Regions from separate parts of the Gossypium hirsutum genome. Here region 2 is linked to region 1. Evidence: chromatin contacts called from public Hi-C data. All regions are on one chromosome and are shown on one strand. Each heading gives the region's core, a stretch centred on a gene start, on an enhancer-like site or on the middle of the called end of the contact. The rest is flanking DNA. Distances are from core to core; before and after follow the strand shown. Region 1 holds the start of LOC107948796 (cytochrome b561, DM13 and DOMON domain-containing protein At5g54830). Region 2 holds the start of LOC107948814 (pentatricopeptide repeat-containing protein At1g66345, mitochondrial).

Evidence for each region. A called contact is a pair of places that touch in the nucleus more often than the background predicts.
Region 2: a contact with region 1 is called in a Hi-C map of leaf, with 2.0 times the contacts expected there. The contact joins the promoter of LOC107948814 here to the promoter of LOC107948796 in region 1. A contact is called at or near these places in 3 of 34 Hi-C or Micro-C datasets (anther and leaf).

Annotation. Positions count from the first base shown.
Region 1 is chrA04:10,388,563-10,392,211 of Gossypium_hirsutum_v2.1, reverse strand. It overlaps LOC107948796 (cytochrome b561, DM13 and DOMON domain-containing protein At5g54830), which reads left to right and starts at 1,603. Exons shown (of 1, transcript XM_016883444.2): 1 at 1,603-3,649. The coding sequence starts at 1,873.
Region 2 is chrA04:11,161,118-11,164,463 of Gossypium_hirsutum_v2.1, reverse strand. It overlaps LOC107948814 (pentatricopeptide repeat-containing protein At1g66345, mitochondrial), which reads right to left and starts at 2,003. Exons shown (of 3, transcript XM_041110917.1): 1 at 1,894-2,003; 2 at 1,460-1,587; 3 at 1-919. The coding sequence starts at 1,483.

The DNA.
Region 1 (3,649 bases), core at 354-2,853:
TAGTTATAATGAGATAAATCTTGAAATTACAAATGAAATTTTGACTAACTATATAATATTAACTTCGATTTGATACATATATATTTTTGGTTGGATTGATTTGATACATATGGAATTTTTATTTTGATTCAATTATATATATGAAATTTTGATTTTGATCAAATTATACATATTCAAAAAATAAATAAATCTACTTTTTTTTTTCTTAATGGGCAAATATAATTATTTTTATGTATAAAAAAGGGATAAACTACACTAGTAGTCACCCAACTATTAGTAAATTTCTTTGTTGGCCACTCAATAATGAAAAGTTACAAAACTGTTACCCAACTATTTGATTTTTTTTTCCTTTTTTTGGTTATCGGTTGTTAAATGACTAACGAAAAAATGATGTATAAGCTTTTAAAATTAACATAATAGCAATTTTAACCCTTTAACATTCACACTTTATATTAATTTAGCCTTATCTTAAAAGAAAATAGCTCTCAATGTTTGCTCATTGCCTAATTTTGTACTATTTTTAACATGAAAATATAATGCAATAGACAATGTGTAAATTAGAAACAAAGAAAAAAATAATTTTAAAAATCTTGTTTATTATTAAACTAAATAATCCCCAAATACATTGCTTTCCTTGTACTTCAAATGGTTGAAACTTATTATCTCTCAATAATAAATAACTCATTTTTTGTTTACTTGAGCTGGTTGTCTTAATGAAGTAAATTAAAGCTAAATTTTTTTTTGAAATTATTAGACATAAAATTGGGTTGAATTAATGAAGTGGCTATTTTTTTATTTTCAATTAATTGAATTGGCTATTTTAAAAATTTTGGGTCATTTTGTTTCTTCTTATTATTCTTCATTTTTCCATTGAGTTAGATGCAAGAATGACGTCTCAAAGGGACAAAATGGTAGTACTCTAATCGCTCCTATTTACCATCGAAATCCGTCATTTGTTGTCAACTCCAGTGTCCAATAATATAAGTTCATTCATATCTCTTTTTGAACTCCTGAGTCCCAAGCCATTCATCTTATCCATTCTTCATGCTTGGCTAAGTGATGATTTTAAAGGCATTTTCATTTTTCTTTTAATAGTGGATTAATTAAACGAGTGGTGAGGCTCTCTATATTCACTAGAAAAAGTAATAATGACAACAACGACTATAACAAAATAGCTCAAACGAAGCAATGTTGAATAATTAAAGTGTAAATCTTATGAAACCGATGAACAGTGAACAACGAAAACTAGATCATCTCGATTGTCAGTGTTCAATTCACTAATGGAAAATTAGAGTAACAAAAGAAAATAATGAGAAAAAGTGAAAATTATGATTGAGTTTTTGGGCGTTTCTATTTTTATATTTTTCTTTTATTTATTTTAGTTAATATTTTTTTAACTTTTCAGGTGGAATAGTTATAAAGAAAAGTAAAATTAAAAAAAAGATTAAACTATATATAAATGATAATTAATTTTTTTAGAATAAAGACTAAATAAATAAATAAAGTTGGGGTAATTTTTGAGGTTTTAACAAGAAAAAAGAATCCAAGTATTGTTTAACGAATAATCTAAATTGAGCATAAGAATGTCAGCACTGACGTGATTCGGCGATTGTTTCAAATACGCCTAATAAAATCACGAAATTGCCATTTACCTCTCATGGCCTTCCCTCTTCCCCCAAAAGAAAAACCCCAGAGGACTTTTAAAAAACCACGAACAAACCAACAAAATTGACGAGTTGACCACTCACGTCTCCACCGAGCCACCACCGCCCCATTACTCGCTCCTCCTTTTTTCTTGCTTTCTTTTTAAACATCTATTTCTCTTTAAACATAAATTTTGGGTTCTTTCTAATCACTTGCCATTCGATCCGAATGTACAATTCCAAATCATCCCTTTTACTCCTACTCTTTCTCATCAATTCCTTCATCTTCTTCTGCAATGCGGATTCCGGTACGAAATGCTCCAACACGAGCTCCCTAATCGGCTTCGAATCCAATTTCACCATGGTCCAACACCAACTGAGAGGCCATTTCAAAATCCTCGATGATTGTTCTTTCCAAGTATCCAGATTTGACATGTTATCCGGTTCTTCCGACGTCGTTTTCTGGGGGGCGGTCGCCGTCGATTTCTCTAACATCACCCGTGGGTTCCCGATTTCCGATCACTGCCTCAACCAAACAACTTACAAAAACGCGTCGTTTTCGATCCAATTACTCCCCAACGTCACCTGGGACCAGATCAAAGTTCTCTCCGTCTGGGACGTCACCACCTTATCGGACTTTGGCCACCTCACCCTCCCCACCAACGGGTCGGATTTGTATCCAGGCAGGGTACATACAATGTTCGATAACTGCAAGAACTTGTCGGGTAATTATAGGGTTCGGTGGAGCTTGAATGTGGAGGACAATTGGATCGAGATCGGGCTCGAAGCGGCGACCAAGACGATGAATTACATGGCGTTTGGGTGGGCGAATCCGAATAGAACCAAGGAGCTGATGTTAGGAGCAGACATCGCGGTGGCGGCTTTTACGGAGGAAGGTAGGCCCTTTGTTGATGATTTTTACATTACGAGTTATAGTGAGTGTATGTTGCATGGTAAAGATGGTTCAGCCGTAGGTGTTTGTCCTGATGTAGTTTATGAGAATACCACCAACGGCATGACGCTAAATAATACTAAGTTGGTTTATGGACATAGGAGAGATGGGGTTTCCTTTATTAGGTTTAGGAAACCATTGAATTCGTCGGATGGTAAATACGATTTGCCTGTGAATCCTACCGAGGAAATGACGGTTATTTGGGCATTAGGGTTGATGAAACCGCCTGATACTATCCGGCCATATTATTTGCCCCAAAATCACGGGGGTCCAATGATGGTTGCATATGGACATTTGAGGCTTAATGTTTCAGAGAATGTGGATGATTGTTTCGGGCCATTGGATGCTGATGATAAGCAGGACCAAGATTTGATTATTGCCAGTGCAAAAGTTCCGCTTGTTGTTACGACTGGGGAGGCGTTGCATTATCCAAATCCACCAAATCCATCAAAGGTTTTGTATATTAATAAGAAGGAGGCTCCAGTTTTGAGAGTGGAAAGAGGGGTTCCTGTGAAGTTTTCGGTGCAGACAGGTCATGATGTTGCTTTGTATATTACTTCTGATTATCTAGGTGGGAATGCAACATTGAGGAATGCGACTGAGACTATTTATTCTGGTGGGCCGGAAGCAGAAGGAGTCATGGCAAGCCCTTACGAATTGGTTTGGGCTCCCGATAGGAATACCCCTGATCAAGTGTTTTATCAGTCATTATACCAGCCGAAGATGGGGTGGAGAGTCGAAGTTGTTGATGGTGGTCTATCTGATATGTATAACAATAGCGTGTTTTTAGATGATCAGCAAGTTACTTTCTTTTGGACAGTATCTAAGGATTCAATATCTATTGCAGCCCGTGGTGAAAAGAAGAGTGGCTATCTAGCTATAGCTTTTGGTGGTGAGATGGTGAATAGCTATGCTTATGTGGGCTGGATTGACAATGCCGGAAAAGGGCGTCTAAATACATATTGGATTGATGGAAAGGATGCCTCAAATGTGCATCTGACGAATGAGAACTTGACGCATGTCAGGTGCAAGTCAGAAAATGGCATCATTACTT
Region 2 (3,346 bases), core at 754-3,253, 770 kb before region 1:
ATCCAGGAGACAGTGACCTATACTCCATTTCATAGTATAATTTCAGAACTTGTTGGATCTTCCCCTGTTTCCCATAAGCAGACATAAGATGAATGTATGTGACTTCATTAGGTGAAAGTCCTTTATCTAAAACAAGAGTTAAGAACCCATTAGCTTTCCCCGAATCCCCAATTTCGCAAAGCCCTCTCACCATTTCATTGAAAGTGGAACAACTTGGAACGAGTCCCCTGTCGATCATTTCCTCAAAGTGTTTCACACTAGCATCCAATTCGCCGGCTTTAGTACATGCCTCGATCAAATGGTTAAAAGTTTCATCATATGGCTTCAAACCCATATTTTTCATCTCTCGCAACATGCTTTCTGCTTCTTGAATTTTGCCTCTTTCACAATATGCTTTTATGAAGGATGAAAACAGAAAAGAGTTGGCACTAAAGTCTCTCTTAAGCATTTCATCATACACCTCCCATGCTGATTCCAAATTCCCAAGCTTCAATTTAGTATAAACAATGAAAGAGGAAGCAATGGTATCGAGAATCAAGTTCTTTTGCAACATTCTCTTCAATAATTCCATACCCTCTTCAATTCTACCCTCTTCTATAACCTTAAACACCAAGTTCGTATTAACAATAACTATTGGAGAGCATCTCTTACCATGAATCCTATCCAACAAATTCACCACAACTTGCAACTTCCCTTCTTTACACAAAGCACCAATCATCGTCCTTACCGTAATTTCATTGGGGTATTTCCTATTGCGAATCATATGCCCATAAACCTTCCAAACCATTGCATTTTCACCAGATTTTTGCATCCCATGAAGCAAGGCATTGAAACTTGACAAGTTCAAACAAAACCCATGATTCTCCAAGTAACAAGAAACCTCAAAACCATCCTCAAACATTTTCAACTTTGCATATGCCTGAACCAACAAATCGAACACCACAGGACTTGAATCAACAACTTTGTAACTACCCAGTAAAGATTCCACAAGACAAAATCTAGTTGAATTGGATTCACTTGTTTTCAAAGCTGATTGGATCAATATCTTAGCTTCAGCTAATTGTTGGGCATGAACTACAATATGAATTGCAATGCAGTAAGAGTAAATCTGGTGTTGGAAGTTTTGGGTCTTTGCAGACCAGTAAAAGAAATTTAAAGCCGATCTTGCATGCTCAGGCAGCTTGAGTTGGAGCAGTACTTGTTGAACAAGGGAATGGGTTAATTGGACTGAAGATAAAGTTCTAGTGAGAGTATCCCAGTTATGGGTTTTCTTGAATAAATCAGAGATAAAACTAACATTCGAGTCATTGTTAGATTGCAAGAGCAATTGGGAGGGGATAATGATGGTTTTGGTTACTGCAAATGAAGGACTGTTGGTGATTGATGAAGAAACTAAAAAGGACTGAAGTTTCCTACTCAACAGAGCCATTTACAGATGCATTGGTCGATGTTAGCTTACCTCAAACATGGACACAATTATCATATCATCTTCAACTTGCTCTGTCAAATGAAAAATTAAGATGCTGTTCTACTCCCAACATGATATTCTTCGACTTTTGCATCCAATTCGTATTCGTTCAGTACTTGCTATATCATATCACAGAACAAATAAAAGTGATTAATCGCAGCATTCGTAAAAATAGTCAAAACATATAGATAAACAAGGAAACATTTAATAACCCCTAAACCCTCGAAATAAAAATGATTCTTCTGAAACATCAAATTAATTGACAAAAGCAACATTCATACACCATGAGACAGAGTAAGAAGCAGTAGCAGCTAAAACAGAAAATCAAATACAGAACAAAGCAGAAAACAGAAACCGAGCCATAACTCGGAATCTATAGACTCAAGTAGAAATCTTATAATCAAACTTAGGGTTTCAAAAATTACCTTATTTAACTTCCTGGTCTGCTCCAAACCTGAAGGCAAGAGAGAACTTGGGTGGAGAGATGAGAGCGGTGGGTCGTGAATCTTTTCAAGGAAATTTTTGAAGAGGTATAATAACTTATTTGGATCTCTAATTTTATAAGACATCATTTTAGTCCTTTATTTAATTCTTTTTGTCCATTTTAACCCTTGAACTTATGTTATTTATCAAATCATTCTAAAATGAATGAAAAATTAATGCTTATTAGCTTTGCTAACGTGGCTTAAACATGGATTGCCACATGAATATCATGTCAATAATTAATTATTTTTTAATTTTAAAAAATTCAAAAAATAATAAAAAATTATTTTTGAAAAATAAAAAATTATTAAAAAATTATAAAAATATTTTAATATTTTTAATTTTAAGAATTAATTAATTACTAATATGATATACACATGAACTATCGCGTGGATACCACATCAGTAAAGTTAACAGACATGAACTTTTTCATTCATTTTGGAATAATTTGACGAATAATGCAACTTGAATGGCTAGAAAAGGTAAAATAAAATAAAATAAAATGAGAGCTAAAATGATTTTTATTTTAATGTAAAACAAAAGAAATTAGTGGGTAGCAAATTGCACACCAAGCCAATTTAGTTAGACCTCTCATCAATTTGATAAACAACTGACAACCGTAGGCACAAGCCTCCCTTCCACCTTTGAGCTTCAACCCACGCGATGGCACTATGCCTTTGGGTTTTATACTAAAGAAAATACCCTAATGGCCTCCCTAGGGGCTAAAGAAGACAACAACATGTCAATGCATGAAGCTAAATTTGTGTTTTGCAGCAAGGAAATAAAAATAAAAAAAAAGAAAAAGGAAACATGGATGGCGATTTGCTGAATCTGAAAGTAGGTTTAAAGTCAAATTTGAAAAATTTCGACATCGGAAGGAGAAATTTAAAGGAGTCGGCCAATTTGTCAAATTTTTTTAGGGAGTGGAGTTGATTGTTGTTTATGCATGTACTGGAAATTGTAAATTTTTTTTATTAATTTCCTCTTTTGTTTAATGATATGAGCGTTCCATTTTTCCACGTTGGTTGGGTACTTAATTCGTTGTAAAAAAGGATTTTAAATAAAAAGTGGATTAAATTTTGTATATATAGAAGTAGATTGATTTTGTAATTTTTTTATAATTTAAATATTTATGTATTTATATATATATTAGAATTAGGACCAAATTGAAACAATATGTAAATTTCAAGAGTTAATTTTTAAAAAAAATTATAACTAATGTAAAATTTTAGGGCTAAATTTATTATTATATTAATTTTTTAATTTTCACCTCTCCCTTTCGTCAAAAAAATGAACTGTCATAGCGAAAATGGACCAAAAAAAAAACAAATTAATTGGGTGATCATTTTGAATATTTTAAAAGTTAGGTCACCAAAAAAAAAACTAGAACTCCTA